2 separate regions of the Mus musculus genome follow, and region 2 is linked to region 1. The links are chromatin contacts, called in public HiChIP or PLAC-seq maps. All regions are on one chromosome and are shown on one strand. The core of a region is the stretch at or near the end of the contact, and the rest is flanking DNA. Distances in the headings are between cores, read along the strand shown.

The links. HiChIP or PLAC-seq counts read pairs in DNA pulled down with a chosen protein or histone mark.
Region 2: an H3K4me3 HiChIP or PLAC-seq map of the 230-238 cell line shows a contact between it and region 1, with 16 times the contacts expected there. The contact joins the enhancer-like site here to the promoter of Adnp in region 1. A contact is called at or near these places in 1 of 15 datasets of contacts at CTCF or cohesin (large pre-B cells), 1 of 484 Hi-C or Micro-C datasets (the G1E-ER4 cell line) and 3 of 115 datasets of contacts at active chromatin or transcription factors (the 230-238 cell line, embryonic forebrain and large pre-B cells).

What each region holds. Positions count from the first base shown.
Region 1 is chr2:168,203,045-168,209,913 of GRCm38.p6, forward strand. Adnp (activity-dependent neuroprotective protein) reads right to left here and starts at 4,068. Exons shown (of 4, transcript NM_009628.3): 1 at 3,530-4,068. All of the region lies in intron 9 of Gm20716 (predicted gene 20716), which reads right to left. Dpm1 (dolichol-phosphate (beta-D) mannosyltransferase 1) reads right to left here. Exons shown (of 9, transcript NM_010072.4): 9 at 6,004-6,869.
Region 2 is chr2:170,229,467-170,236,335 of GRCm38.p6, forward strand. No RefSeq gene overlaps it. Among named protein-coding and RNA genes, the nearest start is that of Gm17619, 39 kb to the left of the region's middle. Within about 2 kb of position 4,150, at least 18 of the 459 cell types and tissues checked have an H3K27ac peak or open chromatin away from gene starts, as enhancers often do.

The DNA.
Region 1 (6,869 bases), core at 2,818-5,317:
ACACACACATATTTAAAAATTTGCTACAAGGGAACAATCTCATATGCTATATTGTATAGATATCTATACTTTCAGTAATTAAGCTTATTATTGGTCAATTACTTTTGAGCTTTTGTGGAAATAAAACCTGATCAGTATTGTGAAGTTAAAATGCTATTAGATTTTCTTCTGAAGTCTGGTTTAAGAAAAAGAATCTAAGAAAAATCAGTTCATACTCGGTGTTCCCTATATAATGTCTTGAGAGCCAAAATTTAAGATCTGGTTATTTTTAATGTCTAGTAGAGACTATTACAATAGTAAGAAGAAACCCTTTCAGCAAATCAAGATAATAAATTAAACAGAACACTCACTTCCCTACTCAGGTTAACTAAGGCTGGTCAAAGGATTCTAGTTCATATACTGTAAATCTCAGCTTTCATAGGTCTAAGCGATGGCTCAGCTGCTCTTGCAGAGGACCAAGTTCGGTTCCCAGCACTCTTACCATCATAACCATCAGCAACTCCAATGTTAGGAAATCTATTGCTCTCTTTTGGTTTCCTTGGGCACTGCAGGCACACAAAGCACATCTATGTAAAGAAAACACTATTCACATATGATAAAAACAAATTCCCACCTTCCAACCCTCCCCTTTTGTGCCAGACCTAGCTAACCGCTGAAACTGTAAGGACATACACACTCATCCAACGAGGTTCCCTGATGACCAACACCATAAAGAAACTAGCTAACTCTGTCATTTCATTTATAAGAATGAACAAAGGCACATTTGCAAACTTTATCTCACAAACACATATTCTAACAGGAAACTGTTCTCTTCTTATTCACTTTATGTGTTTAACAAATACTAATACCACAGTATTTCGAGATCACAAACAATCTTACTTGTATTTAATATTGGACTGTGTAAATAGTAAAAATGCATAACAAACCATGAATCCAATGTAGTTTTTAGAGCAATACTGATAACAAGGTGCCTCTTTTTCACTCAGCAAAATGCTACCTGACAGCAACCGAAAACAAACAAACCCCTAAAAAACAAAAAACCCTACCCTCTTCAAGCATTAAATAGTTATTTACATATATTTGGTATCCCTTGATTTTTCTTGGCACGTCGATGTAAGATGTCTGTAACAGTAGGATAAAGCATTCACAGATACTAGCATCACTGTCAATATTACCAAACAAGAACAAATCAAATCCAGAGACTCTTACCAGGCCAGTCACATCTCTACCAATGAACTACTTTCCCCAGATCCCTTTAACCAAGTAACTAAGGCTTTCAGATGCTGAGCAAGTCTTGAGATAGACTACTTAAAACTTTATGTCCAAAAGTGCAGAATGCAAATGATTACAACAACATCATCGACTTTAAATTTTTCTCTTAAAAGAGACACATATTTTAAACGTTCAAAACCCATTACTGCAACCAGCTCTAACGAGTTCCTTGAGGAATGTGGCGAGGCTGAAATTTTGAAAGTTCATGTTCTGGTGGTGATCAGGAGGAAGTCTCTAGCTTTCCTGATGCTGCAGTCCCCACCCTCCAAAATGATATACCCACCGGTGTGAATTGACAATGCAGTCCAAAGAGCAAGGCAGGGAACGGAGTCCAGATCCTCAAAATGGCAGTACAGGGAATAACCACTAGGCCACCTATCAGTTCAGTACAAAAAGTGCAACCCTGTGCATCACGATGTAAAAGCTGGGGCCTAGGTTTCGTACTGTGCATCTCACACCTATGGAAATAACAACAGGAGTAAAATCTACAGAAATCCACACACCCTAAAAAGGTGGGTGCGCACCGAACCAAGACTGGTGTCAACACTTGCAAAGGCAGTTGGCTACAGACAGTGTACTGCTGAAAGTGGAAGGCAACACAATTTTGCAGTGAACTCTATTAAGTTTGACAATGAAGAACTCAATAGGGACCTGATGTTTACCAACAAAGCCTTGCAAATCCTGACACCCATCTTTCATGGCTGTCAAAATCACCAACCCATAAAACCTCTCAAGAATGACTTTCCACTCGCAAAAGAGTCGGAGAGATTTGGATTGACCTGATCTCCCAAGCCCGTGACTTTCAGGTTTTAAACAACCCCCTTTACCACCTAGCCTAGGAAAGAGATGTCAACACATCAAACCTTAAGGTGAAGGAATTCTTGAGAAAGGGAACCTATGACCCAAGGATGTGCACCAAGGTGACTGATCAGCAATCAAAGTCTGAGGGTGAACAGGTTTGAAAAAGTAAAAAAAGACAACTTTCCAAACGGAGAAGTGGCTTTCTTAAATAAAATCTCTCTAGCCTCACTTAATCCTTCGCCATGTTGCTGTCAGCTCACCCAGTGCAAGTCTTGCTGGACCCATTTTCCCATGGTCTGTAGAAGGCGCTGTTTAGCACATCCTGTTCTAGTTCTGGGGCCCTTCCCCCCTCTGCAGCCTTACCCAGTGCAGGGAATGCGCCCCCTACTGACTCCCACACTCAGTGCCTTTAACCGACTTGGCTGCAGTGCCTTTTGGGTGGGGGCTGGTATTTTCTCCATGACCATAAACCAGAAGCAACAATGCAGATTTATAAAGAAACTGCACAAAGCTATCCAAGAGACACCCCCCGACACACATCCCATTGTGAAGGTTCAAGATACAGGCACAAGAAGCATCAGGGATGGGAACTGGGCGTTTGGGGCTGGACAGCATTAAAATGGCTAACACAGGAAACAGTTTGGTTCTTTTTCCCTCCTAAGCCTTTGTCTGTGAAATGGGGTTATGACAAGAACTGTCCAGAGGACCTGGTGACTGGAAGAACACTGAGAAGACACTTGGGGTGTGTGGCAGGGAGTGAGACTAAAATGAGTATTAGACTTCTTGGAGAGAAGAAGAGAAGCAATCGCGCCTTTTCTAGCAGACAGGCATCCAGGTTGGGGGTAGGGTGGGGAAGGGAGGAGAAGGACAGGCAGCTCAGAGGAAAGAAGAGGCGAATAAGAGGGTGCTCAAAGAACTACTCCCCATTCATTGCATTCGAAAAAAATTCTTTCCGCGGCTTTCTGGATTTCCATTTTCTGACTGCAAAGTTGATCAGAAAGCTCTAAAGAGGGAGTGCTGACCAGGTAGCCCAGATTGAAAGCAGGGCCGGTGAGGGGCTGTGGTGGTTAGGATGGGAGGGAAACTGGCATGTTGTTGGGGAGGCAAAGACTTTCACCCTCTGCCATGCACGCTCCCCGCCCCCCAGGCCTTTCCCCCCTTTCCAAGCCTAGGGTGGGCAGACCTGGCAGAAGGCTGGTTCCGGGGACTGGGGGAGGGCGGGAGGGGATTAGTTCTGAGGACGAGAGAGCGAGCGGGGTTCGGCTGGGGGCGGGGTGGGTGCGGGAAGATGCCACTAGCCGCAAAAGCCCATGGTGGCCGGCCGGCAGCCCCGCGGGGCGGAGAAGGGGATCGGGCTGCAGGAGGGCTGCGGCCGACTGGGGTTCGAGGCGGTGTGTGCACGCCGAGCACAATGACCGCGCCCGGGATCGGCGGCGGGCAGGGCCGCGGGGCTTACCTTGGCTCGGCCTCGAGGCGTGCGCGGGGCCGGCGTGCTCTAGAGCACGGCGGCGGGTGGACGGCGGCACGGCGATGGCGGCGAGGACGCGCCCGGGGCCTCGTCGCGCTCGGGCTCCGGCTCGAGCCGCGGCCGCGGCTGCTGCCGGGGGGCGCGGCGGGCGCAGCAGAGCGGCGGGCGGCGGCGCGGGCAGTGCAGACAAAGGAGGGGCGGAGGGCGGCGGAGGGCGTGGGGCCGCGGCTTCACCGTCGCGGGCGGGCAGGCGGGCGGCGACGGCCGCGCGGCTCCTCGGCGGCGGAGACCGAGAGAGGGAGCTGTGGCTGAGGCGACGCCAAATCCCCCCCGAGCGAGCGCGGCTGGAGGGGGAGGGGGCCAAGATGGCGGCGGGCGGGCGCTCAGCTCATGGGTCCCGGCGGCGGCGGGTAGACCGGACGGGTGGCGGCGGCGGCGGCGGGCGGGGGAGGGGGCTGGTCCCGCGTCTCCCCTCAGCAGACAATACAAGCGCCTCAGAGCAAGTCCCCGAACCTGCCCTAGCCAAAATGGCGGCCGAGAAAGAGCGGAAGTGACGTAAGCGACTCATTAGCATAAGAGGACTCATTGTCCAGCTGGGGGGGGGCGGGGGCCATGGACCCCCTACTCGGCGACCCCCCCCCAAGGGAGAGCTCTTCGGTCCTCGGCTGCGGCGACACCCACTTTCCTTATGGCAGGGTGGCCCCAGCCCCCCCCAGCCTCTCCTGGGTGAGATTATATAATCCCCACTGAGGGGAGCTCTCGCGAGAACGTGGAGGCTTTGCCATTGCCCCACTAGGAGGCGCCGTGGATAATGGCCGCACTGCGCTCCTGGGTGCCTTCCTCTGACCGCAGCGCCGCCGGCGGAGGCAGAAGTAGCGGGCCGCAGCACGCCTCGACAGTCAGTCAGGTGGCTGCACTGGGGATCCCTGCGCGGGCCCATCTGGGCCTGAACTACATCTGGCAGGAGGGCGCCTGGGGCTGCCCAAGGCCCACGTGCTCAGAGTCAGCTCTCCCAAGCTGGAGGCAAAGCCAAGGGTTGAGCCTGCTGCCTCCTGCCTTTAATGAGGTGTGATGCCCTCGTGTTCCTCCCATTTTTTGAGATGACACAGCTCTGAGGCCATGTCAGCTCTTCTAGTGAACTGGTATGGGATAGACAGGGACTCAGCTTTTCACTTCTGCTGTTCCTTGGACTCAAGTCATTCCTTCAAGTCATCAGATGGCCACTTACCATTGACTCAAGGAAAAAAAAAGTGGGATTTGTAGAGTTGAGGCCATTGGATTGTCAATGGCTAAGGATGAAAACGGTCTGGCACTCACCCACAATTCTGGTATGTGACAGCACCTGCACTGTTGGCTTTGTAACTTTGGATCATCCCCAACCAACATACCATGTCAACATCAACAGCCTCGGTCCACTTTAAAGGAACAGTAGTTACCCTACCGTAGATAAGGATGGCTAAAAGCTCTACAAAGTAGCAAGTGCAGTTGTGAAGGATTGGCCACCCCTCCCCCAACATGAGGTCTCTACAAAGTTGCAAATTTTGAAAGAATCAGACTATATATACAGACAGCTCAGTGTCTAAGGGTTTGGTTGGGAAGTTGAACAAACTTCCACCTAACATTTATTTTTTGCAATTATTAGAACATATATTTAAACCCCTAATCAATAGCTCAACAATGTAAAACAAGGAATAGAAACTATTTAAAAGGAGGTGGGGCTGAGGCTAAGGCCTTTCATCAAGGAGTAGAGATGGGGAAGCACACAATGCAGAAGACAGGCAGGCTGTGTGAATTCATCTCTACTGTTCTCCTCAGACACTGGGTTTCATGCAGTGATAGCACAGGTATGAAGAACATCTGCATTGCAGCAGTGCTTCACTTTGTAGCATAAAAGGTGCTGGATTCTGACGGAGAACTTAAAAAACTGTGCATGCTTATGTCACCAGATTTAGCACAAAAATACAGCATAAAAATTGGGCAACCTTGAGCCGGGCGCAGTGGTGCATGCCTTTAATCCCAGCACTCGGGAGGCAAAGGCAGAGGCAGAGGCAGGAGGATTTCTGAGTTCGAGGCCACGAGGCCAGCCTGGTCTACAAAGTGAGTTCCAGGACAGCCAGGGCTATACAGAGAAACCCTGTCTTGAAAAACAAAAAACAAACAAACAAAAAAAATTGGGCAACCTTCTTCTCTAAATGGCTTCTGAATGCTGGTGTTTACTGCTCAAACACACCCTGTGCGATGGCAGTAGTGACAGAGTAATTCTACACAGGCTAAGTACTGAAAAATGAAAAAGACCAAAGTTCTCTGCCCCAGTGAGGTGTGAGGCAGCAATGCTGTATCTACAGTGACTCCTGCTGAGGTCGCTGCTTAACTTCTGTTCTGTGTACTTGATACTGAAAACCTAATGCCTTGTTTCAAGATAGATTTCTCAGCACTCAAAAAACAATTCGATAACATTATAGTCCTATGACTTTGGCTTAAAACAAAATTTAATTGAACACTAATAAATATTCTAGTTATTAAGGATGAAACAAGTCACTTCCCCATGGATGTGCGACAAGTTTTGGCAAAGGGGAACACAACAACAGTAGTTCTTATTGGAATATGCACTGTGGGCCCAGCTATGTGACTACATGGCAAGGCTTTCATGCTCAAAACAAAGTGAAGGTGTAGCTCACGTTTGTTCTTGTTACAATCAGCTAGAAAAAGGAAGTGAACATTTAAGACTTTCAATTTCTTTAGCAGCCCAAGTAAGGTGGGAAACAAGTATACAGGTTGGGGTGTATGATGATGCACACCACAGTCCTCACACTTGAGAGATGAAGGAAACAGGACCAGTAATTCAAGACTAGCTTTGACTACAGAGTAAGCTGGAAGTCAGCTTGGGCTATGACACTGTTCACTAAATGTGATTATGCAGTAACTTAAGAGACAGATGTCTGTTCTTTTTTTCTTGCAAAGGACATGCAACTAGATCTCATGTATTCACTCAAAACCTAAAACATGCTCTTTGGAGACAGAGGCAGATGGATCTCTGAGTTTGGTCTACAAAGCCAGTTCTAGGACAGCCAGGGCTATTACACAGAGAGACCCTGAAACATACTACATGATCTGAAAGCTATGCTACAGACAGAAGTTCACTGACTGATAAGTGAAGTATCTTCCCTGACAGTATGGAGCAACTTATCCTTCATTTTAACAATAGAACATTTTTCTGGATGAAGAAAAATAGTACAGGTATTTTTCTGTTGTGGTATCAAGTTTTGTTGAGGTATTGAAATAATGTACAAATATTTTGAGATAAAAAGAGATAAAATACTTCTCTTTC
Region 2 (6,869 bases), core at 2,900-5,399, 2.0 Mb after region 1:
TCATCCATGTAGCTACTCTTACTGTGCAGAGAATTTCCCAGAAGTTACAACAGCTTTTCTTCTATGAGCTGTGAGCCTTGTGGCTTCCCATGATTCAGCCATAGTCTTACTCCGCACAGAGGTCTGGATGGAGACAGGAGGCAGTACAGGGGAAGAGCTGGCTTTGAGCCCAGTCTATCACTCCAGAGCTGTAGAAGTGGCTTTTGCCAGACTGGGGCATCGCACACTCAAGTCACCGCTCTGGTGGCTATGGCGTGTGACTTGGGTTTTGCCCTCTGGCTGGTCCTGATGGGGCCTCGGGGGGAAAGTGGAGTTAATGAGGGAGATGAGTGGGTAAGACAGGCTTGTGCAACCCAGTCTCACGCCCACACAAGCAACTGGTGCTTGCTGTTATCCTTATCTTGATTTCAAAGGCAAGATTCAGACTTGGGGAGCTTATGTTGCCCCAAGACAGAGGCAGAACCCTTGTGAAGACCAGCTATGCAATAGTATGGCACACTTGGAAAGAAGACAGCCATGGTTTGGATAGTCGTGGGCTTCTCTAGACTGCTAGCACCAGCCAGCGGTTCTAGCTTTACATGTGTGTGAGAACATGGGGCCAGGCATGGTGGCACAGCCTTTGATCTGTACACTCAGGAGGCAGAGGCAGGAGGAGCTCTCTGAATTTGAGGTGAACCTGGTCTTCATAGCAAGTTTTAGGCTATCCAGGGCTATATAGTGAGAAACTGTCTAAAAAACAAACAAATAAACAAACAAAAATAAGGGAGACATCTATACATATATACATACACACATTACATATATATTGTTTGTTTGTTTTGAGACAGGGTCTCTCCATGCACTTATTGTGTCATCCAGGCTGGCCTTGAACCCACAGAGATCCACCCGCCTCTGCTTTCTGAGCACTGGGATTAAACGGCCCAGCCTCTTCTGATGTTTTAATAACACCACTGTACAATGTACCTCTTTTACAAGTGTGACTTCTTTGGAGGGGTACAGAGCATGCTATTGACTGAGAGTCCAGCTCCAAGGTCCCTGCTTATAGTTTACGTTTTATGGCAACTTGGTGATTTGTGCCTCACTGTCGTCAAACAGAAAACCTTATTTCTGCAATCCACATCAATTTAGACATGTCGACATAAGAATTCTATCAGATTTGGAATTTGTAAAAAGAAATGAAATGCTGTGGGTTGTAGAGATGATTAAGTAAGTGGCTAAGAATGATCGCTGCTTTTCTAAAAGATCCAACTTCAGTCCCAGCACCCATAGCAGGTAACTCACACTGCCTGCAACTCTAGCTCCAGGGGACCTGACACCCTCTTCTGGTCTCTGCTAGCCTTCTCACACTTGAGGCACACACACACACACACACACATACACACACACAGAGGAATCTTTAAAACTGTTTTCATTTTGTGTTTGAGTGTTTTCCCTGCATGTTTATCTAAATGTATATACTATGTGCATGCCTGGTGCCCACAGGTCAGAAGAGAGTGTCACATCCCTTGGAACTAGGCTGTACATGGTTGTGAGCCATATTGCCAGTACTAGGAATTGAACCCAGGTCCTCTGGAAGAGCAGCCAAATGCGCTGAGCCATTTATCTCTCCCACACTGCACTGTGTGCTTTAAGACATCATTTGTTAGTTTCTCACAGTGACCATCGGGGAGGTTTCTGTTTCATTCTCTATTCTGGAAGAGGGCTCAGAGACAGGTCCAAGGTTACCCATTCCAGAGGCAGGGCTGTGTTCCACACTGAGGTCTGGAGACATCCTTGTCCAGTCTCTCAAAATCACGAATGCATGGCATACAGCTTTGTGTTCAATATACCAAACTATTTCAAAGTTAAGGTAATAGCCTGGATATGCCCTTCAAAAATATAATGCAATCCCCTGCCTGGAGGTTATGAATGGAATCCCTGGCCAGGAACTTGTGAATGATGGTGGGACGACCCAACCCCCACCCCCAGCCTGGAACCTATGAATGGAATTCCTAGCCTGGAGTAGGTTATGAATGGAGTCCCATCTTGGAACTTGTGAATGGAACCTTATATGGAAAGGGGTCTCGGTAGACGTGGTCTAGATGGGATGCTTACGATGTAGGCTCAACAGTGGTATCACTTGGTAGAATCTGCTTTTGCCTCCTCCTTTCAGAATCACAGTGAGTTTTCCAGGGTCTGTAGAAAGTATAACTTGCTGACTGGCCAATCGAACAGCAGGCAGGTGACTGGCCCTGTGGGTTGCTTGATGTCAGAACACTTAGAAAAAAATGTGAAAATGAATATACTCCACTCATCAAGTTTTGGGGATGGAAAAAAGGTGTGAATGCATGTACACACACACACACACACACACACACACACACACACACACACACACACACACACACACAAAATATGCCAAGGCTGAAGGAGGAGGCCAGCTGTCTTCCTTCTTTCTCTATAGACTTCTTTCCTTAGTCTCTTGAGACAGGATCTCTCTCTCTCTCTCTCTCTCTCTCTCTCTCTCTCTCTCTCTCTCTCTCTTTCTCTCTCCCTCCCTCCCTCCTTCCCTCCCCCTCCCTCTCTCTCAACTGGAAACTATACCTGCAGCCAGGATGCCCAGGCTAGCCTTCTACCATCTCCCTTTCCCCTATTCCAATAGTGGGGTTACAGGTGCAAATGACCACACACGGCTTTTACACGGGTGTTAGGGATCCGAACTCAGGCCCTCGTGCTTGCAAAACAAGCATCCTTACCCACTGCGCCAGTTTTAGAGGAGCTGTGAAGGGGATATAGGTGTGAACTAACCCTCAGCCTTCCTCTGTGCAGAAAGGAATGTTCTCAAGAGGGGTGCCACCCAGACCATGGGTGTTTGTCCTGGGGATGCTGTTAATGTGGCTTTAGATTCAGAACGCTCCCTTTTCATGGTGACTTGGAACCAGAGAATTGGCTCAGCAGTTAGACGCAGTTCCAGAGGGCTGGAGTCCAGTTTCCAGCACCCACACTGGGTAGCTTCAAAGTACCTGTTACTCCAGTTCCAGGGAGATCTGTCACTCACTTCTGGCCTTCTTGGGCATCCAGGCACAGGCACGGGCACGGGCACGGGCACACGCACACAGACACAGACACACAGAGACATGCGTGCGCACGCGCACACACACACACACACACACACACACACACACACACACACACATACACACAGGTAAAAAAATATTTTTTAAAGATGGTTGATAGGTCCTGAGAATGTGCGTTTTCAGACATGCTCCCAGGATCGCTGATCCCCTGTCACATACAGAAGCCGTGGTCTCCAGAGCACCCTTGAGTCTCAAGCCTCCAATCCAGCAAGTCATCCCAACGCCAGCTTCTCTCCTCTTATGTGGTAATTCAACGCTCTCAGTTGTCACGATGGCTTTTCCCATGGTCGCTTTTCAACAGAGAAGAACTGAGTGTCTATCCCTTGATGGGCCCACACTGAGCCTTGGCCCCCAGGGACCTTGACTATCTGTCATGTGTCCGTCCATGTATCCATCCGTCCACTCTCTTGCCAGGCACTGATTGAGCTATTTAGGTTTGAGGAGTTGGGTGGGAGGCCTTGAGACACCAGGAAAGGAGGAGAAACCTTCTAGTCTTTCCTGGGACCAGGAGCTTTTGAAAACTGATCAAGAGCTTTTCTATAAATGCAAACCCACCACACCCAAGTCCACTCAAGCCATGGCTTCCAGGCGCTGGTGGGGAAGGTGTTCACTGTTTCCTGCTGAGATCTGCTCAGTCACTTCTGGCCAGCCCTGGCCTCAGGCCCGACTGTTGGAACCTCTCCATTCCTGCTCCGGGGCTGCTTCTCCCAAGATTCCCTGACTATTTACTCTCAGGTGTCCCAACAAGGCCGCTCACACATCGTGCTCCCTTGGAACGTTCACAATGCCGTTATTTAATTTTATTGATGGCCCCGACTAACCCCTGTGCGATCCTTACTGTATACATTCACCGCACTTTTGAAAAGTACTTTGTATATTGTTAACTCTTTGAACCTTCAGTTTTGCTATGAGGCGAGTCTTATTAATACCCATTAAACAGGCCAGGAAATCTGAGCCCTGAGAGGCTGAGTGTCCTGCTCCTGAGCACATGGCTCTCATGATTGGCAGAGCAAGGAACTGGCTGACTGGCTGGCTGGCTTCTGGTTTCCTTTCCCTCTCTGCACCACAACAGCTGCCCAGTTGTCTGTCTTCCTGGTTGGGCTCCAGTTGCTCCCCAAAGCCAGGAGGCCAGGTCTTATATACGTGGGTGAGTGACAGCCTCATGCCATAGTGACCCCGTGAGATAATGGGGAAGGACCCTGGTTCCATTTGGCTTTTCTCTGAATTACCTGGTTTCTCTGCAGATAGCTTCTCTCACTCAAAAAAGCTGAGCTCCCACCCTCCAACCACTGTTTCCCCAGGCAGCCTTGATGATTTGGGGGCCTAATGAAGGTAAAGGAACTTTACAAACCCCTAAGCCCAGGGTGAATGAATACAGGTGATTATATCTATAATTATCCGTACGTTTCCTAACCATCGAAGCATGTGTAACTGCCTTTCAGATTTGTTGTTGATGTTCTGAAACAGGGTCCCAGATGGCTGAGACTGACCATGAACTCACTGGGTAGCTGATCTTCTTGCCTCTCCCTTCGAGTGAGTGCTGAGACTACAGCGTTTGTACCATGCCTGGGTTTAAGCAGTACTGCGGATCAATGCCAGGGCCCCCTGCATGCTAGGCAAATATTCTACCAGCTGAACTATATACCCAACCTGAAAAATTTTTTGACATCCAATAACCTTATCTATATTACTACTACTATTATTATTAATCTATATTATTATTAACCTTTAAAATATGCTTTATTCGTGAGCTACAATAATTGCTGACCTGATGTGTCCCTAGGCCCACAGTTGCATGGATGTTATGAAAGTTAGCATTTAGTCTAGGCTCTGTCCCACAGTTACCTGGCAACAGCCAGCTGTGCCTGACTCACTGTAAAAGGGGCTGCTCACCCCTTCTTCTCTTGCTCTGTCCTCGTCTCCTTACCCTCTTTCTTCTCATTCACTTCTCCCCCCTCTCTCCACGTTTCATGGCCGGCCTCTACTCCTCTTCTCTCTCTCTCTCTCTCTCTCTCTCTCTCTCTGCCTTTCTCTGTCTCTACTACCCTCTCAACTCCCCTCCCCATGTCCTGAGTAAACTCTATTCTATGCTATACCACCATGTGGCTGGACCCTCAGGCGGAAGAGTTGCTTCAGCATGGGCCCATGGAGGCGCCCCCTCCCCCCACACCCTACTGCACCTCCACCAAACACACTCCTTCTCCCCTTATCTTTTTTTTTTTTAATATTCTTTTTTTTAAAGATTTATTTATTCTAGACACTGTAGCTGTCTTCAGACACTCCAGAAGAGGGCATCAGATCTCGTTACAGATGGTTGTGAGCCACCATGTGGTTGCTGGGATTTGAACTCTGGACCTTCGGAAGAGCAGTCGGTGCTCTTACTCACTGAGCCATCTCAACAGCCCTCCCCTTATCTTTTTATAAAACACAACAATGAGTGTAACCACTCACTTTCTGATTGGATTTAAGATCAACTCCAAAGAACACAACACATGCCTGGGGTTGTAAATTTGGCAAAAATTTCATGGTTGGGTAGCTCAGGCTCAATTATTTTTCCTAAATATAGTAAATAATTTAAATAAATATTGCTTTTTAAGTGTGCATTTCTATATCCAAAGATTAGTGAAGCTCTCGCAGCAGTGAAGTGTTTCTTTGTGCAGTGGATGGTGGTTAACACAGAAACTCACAACAGGTAAAGGTGCAAAGGACACGTGACTCTGGAGTGCTGAACCACACTTGGGACAACTATGCCACTTCCCCAAGGCTTGGTCAGGAGAGCAGGCAGGAAGATTGTAAGAAGCAGAGGTCGGGGAAGACCAGGTGAAGCCACTCAAGGGAGGAAAGGGCTTATTAGGCTCACACCTCCTGGTCCCAGTCCTTCACTGAGGGAGGGCAGGGCAGGAGCAGAGGCAGAAGCCCCAGAGGAACTGGGTTCACTGTCTCAAGCAGACCCACGCCCAGCACAGGAACACCAGGTCAGGGAGCAGTACTGCCTGCCGTGGGCTGTGGCCTTCAGCAATTGCAATAGAGACAATGCCTTACAGACATGACTCTAGGCCAATGTGATTGAGGCAATTCTTCAGGTGAGGGTCTTTCTTCCCAGGTGACCCCTATGCTGTATGTAAAACTAACAACTCAACGAGGAGCTCTCGAGCCACTCCCCCCCCCCCCCCAGTAACAGTTGGTGGTTTATGGTAGAGGCAGAGGCAGGGGCAGTTTATTTTAAGTATGTGGTGTTGGGTAGGTTGACCACACTCCGGTGGAGAGTCTCTCACACCCAAGCAGGGGTAGCACAAACTGTCTTGGTGAGTTATTAGGAAAAAAGAGAGGGAGACAAAGTTGGGAGGGTATTGGGGGGCAGATCTGGGAGCAGTCAGGAGATAAGATGAAAATACATTGTATGCCCATCTGATACTCTCAAAAATTAATAAATATATTATATCAACGTAAACATAAGGGCTCTTCCCCGTTCTGATTTCAACGTGTGACACCCTTCAATGTGTTTGAATGCTTAAAAGCACGAATACAAACCCAGCAGGCTTGTTTTACTGGGAGCATCAGAGGTGGACTCAGGAGTAAACAAAGCTGTCTGAGGCTGAATTCTCTGTCCTGAGCTGGCTTACCTGCTGCTAGGGGCTGAGAGTGCTTGTCTCTCCTGTCAGATATTCCCACAGGCTGAGACTTGACCTCTACAAGTGAACACATGCACATAGACACAGACAGACAGACAGACAGACAGACAGACAGACACAG